2 separate regions of the Bicyclus anynana genome follow, and region 1 is linked to region 2. A link is a contact called in public Hi-C data. All regions are on one chromosome and are shown on one strand. The core of a region is the stretch at or near the end of the contact, and the rest is flanking DNA. Distances in the headings are between cores, read along the strand shown. Region 1 holds the start of LOC112053706 (GAS2-like protein 1). Region 2 overlaps LOC112053706 (GAS2-like protein 1).

Region 1 (7,708 bases), core at 5,122-7,621, 83 kb after region 2:
AGTCGTCAGTTTTTCGGTGAATATAAAAATAAATTTCTAAACAGTAAATTGTTTACGTACATCGTTTTCTAACGTCCTGCGACCTGCGGTTAGATTGCATGATCCGGCTCATACAGCTACCTCTCGATTGCTTCCCAATAGGCATGATTGTAGCCAAGAAACCACCTTGAAAATACGAAGTAACTTAAAGAGAGGAAGGAATTAAGCAATGAAATCATTGTAATATATGATAACGTCATGCCCATGACGAACACCTACCGTTTTAGACATAAACAGATAAATACCGATAACAATTCACAAAACGATTACAGATAAAGCGAGATTCCCACGAGACAAGGTCGTTCGGTGATGTTCGTTGTTACATAACCACACATAATACCAGTATTATAATTATATATGTCATTAGCAGAGTTATAGGAAATAGGCGCACTCGACTGTGACATGATTTTTAGTTGTCAGAAAAACCAAATGGCCACCTAATGTTAAATGGTACCATCGCCAATAACAAAGAAATACCTACTTCGCAGGGCACGCTAGAAAATGCTCCTACATCAAATTGATGTAGGAGTAGTTTCTAGCGTGCCCAATGTCAATTTACCCTTCAAACAGCAATGCTGTTTGGTGGCAGACATGAGTATGGAGATACTACTTTCCCGGTAAAGCTCCACCACAGAGCTCTACGAATAAATATCATGTCATTAAATTTTAAGAAATCAAAACCACAGTAAAAACTACGAGTACGACCCTGTTGTTTGCAGCCGTTGTTGATCTGTGACTTTCAATTATTACTATGATCACTCACATATTATCAAACTCTTGGAAATTAAATTAAATTAAATTTACTCGTATAATTCAAATATCAGAATCGATATAAAGTGAATATGAGAAATTTCGGGACTTCGCAAGTAATTGCCAAGATATAAGTTTTCAATCATAATTATTATTAATAAGCAAAGTAAAAAGATAAAATACTAATAAAAATAATCACAAAGATGCCTAAATTAGGATAACTTTGACGTGAATAACAAAATCTCTGCCACCCCCAGGATTACTGTTCGACGTGAAACATAAACAAAGCTGCCGTATCTCCCGCTGGGCTTAAAGTGTTGACAAGTGCTCTTAATATAGCTTAATATAACCAACGACTGGTTCACAATGAACGAAGAAAAACATCCACAAAACAACGTTGGCGTAGGTCGCGGTATCTAGCTACAATCTTAAAAGGTATACAAAAAAACGTGTCATTTAAAGCAACCTCTAAAAGGTACATTTTATTTATCCTTGTTTTAAAACCTTGTCCTTTTACGAGATTTAAATTCCAGTGAATTTTAAGTTTAATATAATAAAATATTTATTTGTTATAGGAAATGTAAAGGCTATTATAAATTGCATTTTAATTTTATTAAGTGGAAAAGTAGAAAATGAAAGCAGTAAATGACTAAGGTTTTTTCTTACAAACAATATACCTATTCCTGTAGTAGCCAGACATTACGTTTTTCTAATTACTACAATCGATGCATATTGCTACAAGCGATTTCCCTTGTTTCTTCCATTCTCATCAACCCTTTCATAGAAGTTCGTCAGTTTAGAGTACTCTTGACCTGGCGTTTACTGAGAATGTCCTGGATTTGGTTCAGAAACATTCACCTTAGTCTTCTACCATAATTTCCATTCACCCTCGTCTTATAAATAAATCTCTTTAAATCTTATTTCGTTCATCCACTAAGTACCTACCCAAATCACCCAAGGCATACAATTCCAATAATGATTTCTTCCTTCATCCTATAACTTCAGTTTTGTGTAAAATAATGTGGCAACATCATCCACCATTAAAACGATTATAGCACGTATTTAATTGAGATCTTGTAAAGATCCTTATTTAAATTTAAATTAAAAACATTTATTCAAATGAAGTCGATCACTTTCTATAAAATCTCAAGTTGCTTTTTATATTTGCGCTCTTAAAAATATTTTATAAACAAACCTAATAGGAGTTTATAACGATAAATATGTTGTTTAACATTGAATGAAAGGTATTATAAATAACACCTTCGACGGAAATCTGAAGAAAGTATACCTTACTCACTAATCCATTGAATTATTTTTCAATATTAGACATATTCTACAATATGCAGTATTTGGTGACCCATCTTTTCGTATAGCACTACGCAATATGGTACTATTCAATCGTAGATGTTATGTTAGAGGTATTTCATGATAAAGTAAATTAGTAAGAGGATGCAGTTTTCTTAATGGACAGAATTTATTTATGATTTCTTCATAGATATACCTAAATAGGAACTGCAAAGTAATTCCCAACTCAGACGCCTTGAATTTAAACAGGTTTCGCGAGTGACCTGCAAAATTCATAACGAGATTTATAAATCAAGCAGCGTGCAGTTTTTGCTGGCAGAATATGTAGCAGTAGTTATTTGACAAAAAAAAACTAAATGTTAAATAAACAGGCTGGACGTATTAAAATACAGATACGTTTATGATTTGAAAGGGCACAAGGAAAGATTTCCAAACAGAAAAGAAAAAGAAGTTAGTGAGGTTAAAAGAAACTTGTGTATACAACTTTCAACGACAGACCAAGCAGATGGTAAGTAGAAACTTTTCCCTAGTCCTATAAAGTGTTAAGCCTAATGTGCCTAATGCCTTTAATTACTTGTCAATCAAACTTAGCGACAAAAAAGCATGGCGGTGTTACTTCCCGGTTGAGTTCTGTCACAAACAGCTCTACTACTAATGTAATAATACTATTAATCAAAAATAGTAAGGCGGCATCAGTAAATGAGGAATGCAGCGCTGATAATGATCAATGAATCAATGACGAGATATATGGAGGTGCCAGTGATCATGAAAACGGTCGCATTTGATTCAGAATACATAAAATTGCAGCACGTATAGGAGTGACTTACAAATATGAAATTAAGTTTCAATTTAAGCGTTTCATGGACATATGAGTGTTTTTGCAATAACTGTAAAGTCTGGCTCTGATTAATACATGCGATTGAACGAATGGACTGGACCTAGTTATTTTTCGATAAAAATTTCGCAACAACAATAAATGAAGGTTACACCTGACTTACGTATTAAACTTAGAATGTGTGCAATGACAGAAAAACTTGATGTGAGGGTCAATTCGTCATTTTTAATAAAGTTAGATTCAAATGGTTGGAATTTCCTACAGACGAAGTCCTACAGAGTTCCTACAGATGATAGAAGAGATAATAAAGCAATATAATCTTGATAGAGATAAAATGCAGTTAATGTCTGTTGAAATGAAATAAACAAAAGCAATAATCTCGTCGCGCGTCATAAATAAAGATCATAATTCAACGTCAATTAACACTAGCACAGAATTCCTGTGCGTAGTCAGTACGTGCATAATCCTCGAGAGAAATCTTGAAGAGCTGTAGAAGTATAGGCGCCTCTTATCGCAACCTGATTTATCATGGATTTATCTTTCTTATCGTCCCGCCTTCGGAATGTACCCAAAGGTTCCGGGTTCAGAACACGAGGATGCTATAACAACGAGGAGGCCATTTATTTTGTCAAGTTTTTGCTAGCGAGTACCAGGCTCACAGCCACATATGGAGATGGCATTCGGGCGGTAAAAACTTCGCTCCGTGTATGGATTCCGGTATTAGATCGGGAAGTGCCTTCTTGCAATACGACCTGTATTCCCATGAAGTAAGAACCATTTTTCGTACATAAAAGATTTATATTTAAAGGTTCACAATTTGTTGAGAATATCTCCTAATTAAACGTTAATTAACCGTATAGTAAACAGTTAATCGCAACAGTCTTTGAAGGATACATGATGAGTCGTATAAAATTAATAAAACTCGGCCTAGCTGTGTTAATTACACACTCAAGTTCCTAATGAATTAGTTCCTTCAGCAAAGAAACGCTAATTAAGAGCCACAGCTAAAGATTAGAGATGATCGTTTTTTAATTTATTGGATATCAAAATGTTAATAAAAAATTTAGCGGCCGCGACATTGATTGAGAGCCTTCGATACACTTTGTATTCGGTGAGACAATTTTAAAATTTGTTTTGTTGGTTTTTGAGACCCCATAGTACGAGTTTGTTCATGGGTAGAACAAAAGAAATGCTTTGTAATATTTAAATTATTACGAATAACGGAAACTGTACAAGTTACCGCTGCAGTACGATATCACTTGATGGTAAGTGACGATGCGGTCTGAAATAGTAAAAATCTCGACAAATTTCTACTTATGAGGCAGGTATTGCTCCGCAGTTCGTCGTGTTCCTACTTCAGAGCGGACTAGAAGTTTATGTTTGCCAATCTCATGGTGAGATTAACCATGTGCCTATGCAGGAAATATTATAGTGCATAAGTGAGTGCACAAGCACAGGTGCACTCGCTGTTCCCTCAATCTCGTAGTCCGATGACACGGCAGACTATCACGACCGGTGAAAGATCAGGCGGAAGACCGACGCCATACTTGCATGCTCTGCTCTCCGAGGCACCACCAACTTCCCAACTCCAGCGTATATGTATTCTCTGCTGTGGTCCAGGCAATATGATTTTTCTTGTTAGAAAAATCGCAATACTTAACATTGTTTTTTCTGGTTGGCCTGACCCGGGATTTGAACCCTGGACCTCGTTGTCAGTAGTTGAACCAGTGAACCACGGGACCAAAGAGGCAGTTAATAGTTAAACATTAATCAAGAGTCACAGCATGTTCTCCTTGTTATCAGTTAAAATATTCATCATTATCAGCTCTTTTCAGGGCGCCTCTCTGGAAGGGATATGAAACTTAGACCCACCACTCTGCACAAGTGCTTGTTGGCGGGTTTAGGGTAATATTGTTAAATTCATTAACGTCCCCTAAGTAACTAACTAAGATGTTAATAATAATAATGGCCGAGTTCGAGAGCTTTACGAGCTCTCCAAAGCACGAGGTACCTATTAAGGTGGTATACCTATGGAAATTTTACTGTTACTTACGTACCTATATAATTTGTAATTTTTATAAAAGAAAGAAAAGCTCAGAATTTCCATTTGACCGTCCAAACTGGAACCCATGACCTTGCCATCCGAAGCCGCATAGACTAACTTTACCACCACCACTGGACCAATGAGGTAATAAAAAATATCAAAATAGTAAGAATTTTCGACCTTATTATCATCATTAAGTCATGACATAACTTGACGCTTCAAAAGTGCTTGTAAAATAAGCTGCAAGAATTAAATTAATTTCGAGTTTCAGTTTTACCTAATATTATTATTATTGTACCTACCTATAAATTAGCCGATAAGTAAGTAAAATAGGTAGGTACTGCATTATACTTGCACACTGTACAAACAGACAGGTACGAGTATTTGCACTGAACCAATAGGAACACAAAAAACAAAACAAAAGCTATTAACAATGTTATCAGCAATTGTCTAGTCTAGGACAATGTGCTTATGATATTTTGTATTTCCTTTTCTATGGATTTTACTTTTACGTGCATTTTGGTGAGTCTCTGAGACCTACATACCTACCTACATTTTGGTGAGTCTCTTAGCACAGTCTACTTACACATCTGTAACCTACTAATATTATAAAGATGAAAGATTTGACTGTTTTTTGTTGCATTGCTAAGCTCTGAAACTCAACCTATTTGAAGAATAAAATTATTTTACTGTTCCCCGAGTACTTCTACTTTGGCTATGGGCTATAGGCTATATTTTATCCCCGTATTCCTACGGGAACGGAACTAGGTATGCGGGAGAAACCGCGTGGCGGCTATTAGTGTTACCTACTATAATTATATTTAGTATAAAAACTATAATTAACAGTAATTAGTGGTCTATCATTTAAAGCGAGTAGGCAACGATTATTATTATATTAATAGAATATCTTTGCAATTAAGTGGTAGGTATGTAATTGAGCGTTTTTAAATACGTACCCAGTACCCACAATAAGTATACAAACCTCAAAAATAACGTCGAGTGCAGTTCTATATACAATATCATTCGGTACTTATTGAAAGTAACGAAATTCAAGTGGCATAAACAAAAGCGGTCGTTAAACAAAACAGTTAAAGTGAAAAAAAAAAAAAAACAATAGTTGCAGAATAATAAAGTAAATACGAGTACCGCCGCAGATAAAACTAAAAAGTCCATAAAAACACTCACCAAAATAATATCAACAGTTTTAGTATTCTTTCCACTCACGTCTCATAACTGCTGTTCCACACCAGCGCCTTAGCGTCACACAAACTCTCACCCACTAATTAATTTGAAACTTTGAGATTAGCGTAAATTATTACGATACGGTTATTATTCCACCGGCGACGAAACAATACGACACGTCTGCACAGCACCGCGTCTGCGTGCAATATGAAGGCGCGCCGCGGGGTAACACACTGCAGAGTGCAGACTGCAGAGCACCTATACCCCACGCCAATGCTCCTGGCATTCGATGTCTTAAAATATTTAACAATGGAATTCATAGACGTTATAGGGGATCATTCATCCGCAGAGTGTCAAAGTCTCAAACAAATAGAGTTTCGACACTCAGCGGCTGAAAGATCCTCTGGGGGTGCCCCTACAACGTCTATGAATTCCACTGTGAGTGATGAACATTTACTCCAGCTATGGTCAATATTTTGATTAAATCTCATGCAAGCCTGGTAAAAAAATTGGGGTAAGCTTTTTACTGATTGTTTATTTACGGAGGCTTGCGTCACTAGGGGGACTTGGACTAGCGTAGGAGATGAACAAATGGTGGGGTCTTTGATGACATACGTCATGTGGGGTGATGTTGTCATCAGTTTTTGGGTGTCCTTAAACTAAAACGTGTGGATATCGGCTAGAGCAAAGTTCGGCCCATCAGAGAATTTGGCTATGTGAATTGCCGCCGCACCGCAAAGACCCATTGCATAGAGTTGTTGAGAACATATAGTTCTCCCCACAAACTTCGGCTGCTACATTTCAATTAATTTTAACCAAGTATCTACTCCAGTAAGGAAATTACTAACCCTTTCTCGGAATCATGCACTTTTCTACAACAAACCCAGGGTCAGCATTACCCACACAAGTACGACAATTGAAAAATACCGAGGCATTCGCTTTTGCAAATCGAAAAAAGCAATTGGATGCAAATGCAGCAAATGCTCGGATCGCTCGCCATTACCGTAAGTAACGCAGTTTATGGCGTTTGTCGCTACGATCGTTGAAATCCGATCCGCATTGCTGATTGCTGCATTTTTATTGTTCTCGGCGCCCAATATTTACTTTTATTTTAATTGGTCTATGTTTGATTATAGCTGTCGTTGATTCATTGATTAGCCTTTATCTATATGATATGGATTACGAGATCTTGAGTCGAGTTTTGTAATACTTACTGAGCTATTCTATCTTCTAAATTTCAATAAAATTGTCAGCTCGGAGTTGAGAAGGCGCCCGAGCCTAGGAGTTACGTTATGTCACCAGTCCCGGTCATAGATTAACAACAACGGTCGTTAAAGAATTTAACAAAATCACTAACATTTAACAAAATCACCTTCACGCCATCCCGTATTGGAGCTTTGTGTTATGCTTAAGCTCCATCTCCTATCATATAATACACCTTTCTCCGCAGGTACAAAATAGATAATTCTTCCAATACAGGTTCGTTATGAATTGTCAGGGTATGCAATGTGTTTTAGCATCTATTAAGTGCACGCCTCTGTAAATGACTTACT
Region 2 (7,450 bases), core at 787-3,286:
TTGTCCCGGAACTGCCACGCGGCGCCCGACATGGCCGAGTCCAGCCCCGAGTCCCGCTCCTCCAGGGCGATCTCCTTCTCCAGCTGCACCAGCCCGGGCGGCTCCACGTTGAACTTGGTCGCCAGCCGCGCCACTTCTAGAAGGCACAGGATCACTTGGCGAGGCTGGTTGTGTAACACTAGACAGAGAGAATATTAATATAAGTTTCATCATCAGTATCAAGCGTTGTGACGGCTCACTAAATAAGCCTTCCTTTATAGGAGGGGGGATATACGGTAAGATATAGATATTTTGGAGATTGTGCTGAGGAACTCCATAATGTTCCTTAACACAATCCTTCCTTTACCATTAAAATCCTTGGTTCCCGTGGAAAGCATGGTTTTTTCCGGCATAAAAAGTAGCCTATATTGTGTTCAAAAACCTCCTCTAACTACCAGTAAAAGTCCCATTTAAATTAGTTTAACCGTTTCAGAGTCGAACAAATTAGCCACAATTTGTTTTCGAAATAACAGACTTCGATTTTACTTATATGTGTTTATGATAGTTCTCACCAAGGTCATCGCTTTCAAACAGCAAGTTCTCGTGCACGCCCAGCTCGCGGCAGAAAGTGATGAAGTTCTCCGCGTTGTCGCGCGAGAAGAAGCTGCGCCGCGCCGCGCGCTGCCAGCAGCGCCCGCGGATCGCTGGCACCGGCTGGGGACACAGGCTGAGTTACGAGGACATCTAGGTATTCATATTGTAGGAGTTAGAGCCCCTTGGAGGGGCCCTGTATCAAAATTAGTCGGGGGGCCTAATAGACGAGCGGCAAATTCCGAAAATCTCTTTAACAGTTATGTTTTTATTCTCCGAGAAGCACCAGATTAAATGAGATTGTAGATTAAATTTTACTAATTTGTGTTTTTCACACTTAAAGGGGGGCCCTTTAGTCTGTAGTCGGGCCTGTAGTCCGAGGGCTCCGTATCATTGATACGGATGATACCACGGTATCTACGACCCTGAGTACGACGCACAATGTAACGCAATAGCGTTAACGGAAAGCGGCAGACCGCTCACCGCGGCTCACTCTAATGACGCTATTGTATCTGGATGTATACTAGTAATATAGCTGGGATTCTCTGGATGCAGGCGGCCCAGGGTCGCGATGTTTGGAAGTTCCTACAACAACCTATGTCCTACAGTAGACGTTCATCGGCTGATATGATGATGATGATGATGATGATGATGAGGCATCTGTGCAGTATACAGTCACCAGTACACTACTCAGGGGTGTTGCACTCACCCCCACAATGAGCCCCTGGTCGAGAGCCTCCCGCGCTCGCTCGTGGATGACCACCGCCAGCTGGCACAGCTCTGCGCCGTTGTCCAGCACATCGAGGAAGTTCTCTCCCGACAGGTACGTGATGCCTGTGGACAAGGAAGTTCATACAATCAATATAACATCAATATCTTTATTGTGTGTCAACTGGCAAGCATTCACTAGACGACGCTAGATGCAGGTAGACTGGGAGTTAGTACCATGGTGTTTAAATTGCAAGTCCTTACAAGAGATATATGTTCCGCAGTGGACGTCCATCGACCGATATGATGATGACGATGACGTTTATGAAAGATTGAGCTCAGCTTGTGAGACACAACCTAGCGAAGCAAACAAAGACTATTTTTTATGGCATATAATTATTTCATCAGATGCAAGGCTCTATTAACCTTAATATAGTAGTGGTGTAATAGGTCGATACGCCGGTAAATCTAAATCTAATCTTGATTTACGTCGTTATTTATGGATTAGGCCGTATGTACACTCATCAGGTAATAAGTAACATTTGTTATCGGTAATGATTGCGAATTGCAAATACAAACGCACATAAAGAGGCAGTGTTTACGGCCAACACTGGACTAGTTACATACAAATGTACCTCATGCATTCGGTAAAACTTGTAACGTAGATATAATGAGTCCATGTAGTACCACAGTTCAGTCTTCGACCAATAAAAAAGCAACGTGATCTCTGCCCGTTAAGTAACCGTATGCATCGCTTATCATCGTTAAAAGATACGTTACGTCACGCGTTGCCGCTCCCGTGACGCGCACGGCCCGCTACCGATCCGGTCCGTGATTGTCTGGTACCAACATGAACATTGCAGTTTTTAACGTGAACTTTGTCAGAAAATCGTAAAACAATCTACTTTCTACTGTCTCTATCCGATCAAAAATGGAGATAAAATTCCAATCTATACTAATATTATAAAGAGGTAAAGTTTGTAAGTTTGTAAGTTTGTCACAATTTTTAAATGGGGTAATCTTCGGAACTACTGGTCCGATTTCAAAAATTCTTTCACCAGTAGAATGCTACATTATCGGGGAGTGCTATAGACTATATTTTATATTGGTATCATATATATTAGCCGAGTTATCACAGTTTTTGTCATACAGGTCGGACTGAAAATCCTCTTAAACAGACTTATTCGCATGCGCTGCCTTAACTATTGTGTAAAATTGAAATTAATGTATGAAGACTTTATGTATCTTTAAATGTTCTACAAAAAAGACCGCGACACCATATATCTATCTTCTATATATTAGCAGATATAGTACCTTTTGTGTTTTAAAAATTATTAATTTTATATGCTTAGGTTTACGTCATTATTTATACAACTAAACTTTAATCCTTATTAAAATAAATCATTTAATAATCACAAAAATATTATGGAGATAAGATTTGCCCTTTACAGTATGTTAATTACTTAAATAGTTTCGGAGATAATACAAAATTTCTAAAAGACGCAGAAATTCCGCTATATGACGCCCGGCGCTTTCATTTACGTAGTTCCCGTTCCCGTATGAATACGGGGATCAAACATAGCCCATGACACTCGCAAATAACGTAGCTTTCTATTGGTAAAACAATTTTCCAAATCGGTCCAGTAGATCCAGAGATTACCTCCTACAACCACACGAACTTTACCTCTTTATATTATTAGCATAGAAGTCTCTATTTCTCTTGGTCATACCACCACTGTCGAAGGACTGGACCGATTTTGCTAAGGGTAGGAGTAAGATAGAGAAGTTACAGGGTAGGGTAGGGTACGGGTAGGGAAGCGTAGGGGTAGTGTAGGGGTAGGGTAGGTTTAGGGCCGGGTTTAGGGTAGTGGTAGGGTAGGGGTAGAGGTAGGGTAGTGGTGGGGTAGAGGTACGGGTAGGATAGGGAAGTGGTAGGGTATGGGTAGGATAGGCGTGAGATAGGGGTACGGGTGGGATAGGGGTAGGAAAGGGATAGGGTACGGGGAGGGTAGGGGTAGGATGGGAGTAGGGTGTAGGTAAGGTAGGGGTAGGGTAGGAGTAGGTTTGGGGTAGGGTAGGGGTAGGGTGGGGGTAGGGGTAGGGTAGGGTAGGGTATGGTAGGGTAGGGGTAGGGTAGTTGTAGGGGTTGGGTAGGGTTGGGGTAGTGGTAGGATAATGGTAGGGTAGGGTAAGGGTAGTAGTAAAATTGACATCGAAATTTACGCGGGCGAAGTCGCGGGCGTCTGCTAGTAATATTATAAAGAGGTAAACTTTGCGGTCTGTAGGGGTAATCTCTGAACCCACTGAACTGATTTAGGAAATTCTTTTACCACTAGAAAGCCACGTTATTTGTGAGTGTCTACTAATATTTTATAGCTGAAGAGTTCGTTTGTTTGTTTGCTTGAACGCTCAATCTTGGGAACGTCCGATTTGAATTCCTTCAGTGTTAGATAGCCCATTTATCGAGGAAGGCTATAGGCTAATTATCCCCGTATTCCTAAGGAAACGAGAACCACGCGGGTAAAACCGCGCGGCGGCAGCTAATAGGTTATATTTTATCCTCGTATACTCTCACGGGAGCAGGAACTACGCGGGTGAAACCGCAGAGCCTCGGCTAGTCCTTTATAAACACGAAACCATTGTAACTTTATTGAGCATTGTACCTACCTAGTTATGTTCTTACCCTTCTTACTCAACAACAATAGACTTTCATAGTGAGAAGCTAACATCCAAATATTCGAAGGTTCTGAGATCTCGTAATGATTCATCGAATTATTGGAAATATAACAATTTAAGTAGTAGATGGTGAACTCTTCGAGGAAGCTTATCCGGGGAAGAAACAACCCCTTGATTATCTTGCGGCCAAGCAGCACTTGTCTGTTAGTGTACAGATGGTATAGTTAGTTGCCTCTGTAGTTGCGGAGACAGGAGGCTCAATACCTTTTGTACGAAGGACGTTTTATTTCCCTGTTGCTCTATTTGAAGCTATTTTTAACTTCACATCAGGTGAACTAACTACTTATTCCGTCATCTTATAGTAGGTATATAAAAAAATAATTCTGAAAACTGCCGTGCTTTTATAAAGGGTCAGTTGAAATTCTCCTGCAATTTTCAATATTACAATAATGTATGTAGGCAGCATAAGAATATGGGGTCGCTCAACTCTTGCATAAATAGAGCCTCGCGGGCTGCCAGGGTCTGGGGCTCATGAATTATTGATAGCAAATAGCTCGGCACCGCGCCGCGTGCGGCTCACATCTCGGCCGGCATCATGCCTCTAGCTAAGGAGCGTGCCCATCCTACGTGACCAGTTCACAGGGACCCCCTCTCTAAATAGTTTTCAAAATATTACGTTTGTCACAGCGACGTGGGGGGTGTCTAAGGTTTTTGTTACATACGTAACTAGGATTTTCGAGCTATATTCAAATATGGCGCGCAATGTTTAACTCTATATACGCAATGTCAAGAATTTTCAAAGTTCATGAGATCCATAGTCTCCAGAGAGTATCCCTATAACCCCTATAACCCCACAAACTTTACCTCTTAAAATAATATTATTATGGGTATAGTTATTGCAGATAGGTAATATAATCGCACCCCTTTCGCCCTCCCCCCGTCGTCCCGCCCCGCAGCACTCCCGCGACGCTAATATGCATTCCCTATGCAAGGACACGGCTATATTTAAACCACTTCACTCTTTTTTCATTTGCTCTTATAGGTTTATAATAGCAAAAGCATGCTCAATAGACCCTTGCAAGAAGTAAGAACGAATATTAAAATACCTTATTCTACATCTTATAATTGTGACTTGTGGTATTATTTTATTATGCTGTGCGATTTGCTATAAAGTATCTTTTAATACAAGATCGAATACGTATGCCCATTTTCACAACCAATTCATTTGAGCTTAGTCTCATTTTTTTACAAAATACATGCCTACTCTATAGATTGCATAACCTAAATAATCAAGACGGACACAATCCTATTACAGCTTATTCAAATTTCAAAAATATGCATTCCAATAATGGAAATATCATCTAAATCGGGTAATTAAAAAAAATACGTACAATAATTGTCGACGTACATAAATACCAGTAGAAAACAAAACTTTATTACAAAAAGAAGTTAGTTAAGGATCACAAATTTCTACTCATCTCCCGGTAAACATACATCGATATTAGTTGGGTCAGGTTTTCTCAGCTTTCATTCAACTATGGAATTCATATCACGGTTAGAAATTAGGTAGTTAAGTATATTATTGACGCAGGTTTAATAAGCTCATAAACATATTAAGATGAAGTTTCAATGTCGACATTGCGAAACATCAGCAGCGTATCAACAGTATCGGCTGTCGGTAGCGGAAGGTCGATCACTTTTCCGAAATCCAGTCAAAGTGCCGCGGGCGCCGGCAAGAGCTACTTAAAAACTGCACTCCCAAGGTGAAGAACAAGTTGTGATGTAACTCGATATAATACTTTGTTACCTATAATGAGAGTTGTCGAAGCAAATGGCTATAACAGATGAGAGCAACATATTGCTTTGTTGTTATTGCTTTGCTAAACTTAAGATAAGGTGTTAAGGCCCTATCTGCCTGTAATTACACCGATAACCATTATCTTCAGCAACTAATAAACTAATCAAAGAAATAGGACTCGCTCGGACAAGCTCTGTCTTTATCAACTTTACTACTGTTAAAATAATAATAATAATTAGATTTAGGTACGAATATAATGGGGTGTCAGGCAGGTGTAAGTTTTCCATCACGGACTTGGAAAATCACAAGAAACAATTTTAAGTTGGAATATTTGTGTGACTAAAACTAAAAATGACACGATTGAATTTCGTTCCATAAATTTTGAACGAGCAGCATATTATTGAAGTTAGACTTTCCAACATGGTGTAGGTTTCTTGATTTATAAAACTTTTTTTCACTTTCAAGGTTCTTTCACAAAAAATACAGTCACAGAGCATAAATATAGGTAAAGCGCTGTCAATGTTCCTATTACTTAGCAAATAAGCACTGAGAAATGTTTTTAACGGGACCTTGATTGTCATTTTAATCAAGATTTAATGTTATTCAAACTAATTGATCGTTCCACACGGGTCGGTGGTCCGCTAGCAGATCATATCGCACTCAATAAATATTCATATTTCATACTTCTATAATAATTCATTGAACATTCCTCAGAAACGTGTACCGAACGAGATCAAGAAAATGTCTCCATAGAATTAATACGCATAGAAACGCAAAGGACACGCACACGCCACTAATTTCGAAAAAGCTTTGAAATCAAATCAGAGTCGTTAATATAAATATAATTATATACAGGAACTTATATAAAGTCAAGTTTGTTAAGCAGTACTGACTCTAGCCGTACCATCGCTTCGGAAAATAAAAAATAGCTTCGCTACGAGAAGAGCCAAGTGAAAAATTTAACTACAAATTTTAAATAATTAAACCCTGTCTCGCCACGTGTGCAGAAATATGTCAAAGCAGAGAGAATTGTTTCCGTCATCCATGAATCTGTCATTATGGATATCTTTAATTTTATAATACGTTAGTATAGACAATACTTTGGTATTGACACGTCAAGGTCTATACTACGCTTCATTTCGCGTTTCTTGCGTTTCTATGAATAATAACTCTATGCGCGTTAATAAGATTGATAAATCGGCGCCTTCGATAAAACACGTCGCCGTCGGGTCGTGGTGACGGTTGAGGTGTATTTATTGGCAATTTCCACGAGCGCCTCGCCTTCACCATTGTCATTATTACGGGTACATGACAGTGCGGTAAGGATTGGTATAACAATCACTATTTTTAGGGTTCCGAACGTACGTAGTACAAAAATGGAACCCTTATTTATGAATGTAAATAAATGTATAAGGTCAAGGAATTCAGTTAGTCAATAAGTTCATTTAATATTGCAATATACTGCTCGTAATGGTATAAAGCTGAAGAGTTTCTTTGTTCGTTAAGTTGAAGGTGCTATAGATCTCGTTCCAATTGAAAACATATTATCGATAGCCCATATATCGAGGAAAGAATGGGCCTTAAGTAATAACATCACCCATGAAAAACGTTGCATAAAACGAGAAAAAGATATTCCTTTGAGAGCTTCCGTTGCGTGTTCTGCATAAATGGTTGAAGTCACGCAAAAATCATGTATGT

What was found. Hi-C and Micro-C count contacts between places; a contact is called where the count stands out from the background.
Region 1: a contact with region 2 is called in a Hi-C map of whole body, with 3 times the contacts expected there. The contact joins the promoter of LOC112053706 here to the enhancer-like site in region 2. A contact is called at or near these places in 2 of 2 Hi-C or Micro-C datasets (whole body and whole larva).

The regions. Positions count from the first base shown.
Region 1 is chr23:4,766,310-4,774,017 of ilBicAnyn1.1, forward strand. It overlaps LOC112053706 (GAS2-like protein 1), which reads right to left and starts at 6,372. Exons shown (of 10, transcript XM_052888756.1): 1 at 6,198-6,372.
Region 2 is chr23:4,687,450-4,694,899 of ilBicAnyn1.1, forward strand. LOC112053706 (GAS2-like protein 1) reads right to left here. Exons shown (of 10, transcript XM_052888756.1): 4 at 1,280-1,404; 5 at 552-693; 6 at 1-178. Among protein-coding and RNA genes, the nearest start is that of LOC112053704, 23 kb to the left of the region's middle. Within about 2 kb of position 2,037, at least 2 of the 8 cell types and tissues checked have open chromatin away from gene starts, as enhancers often do.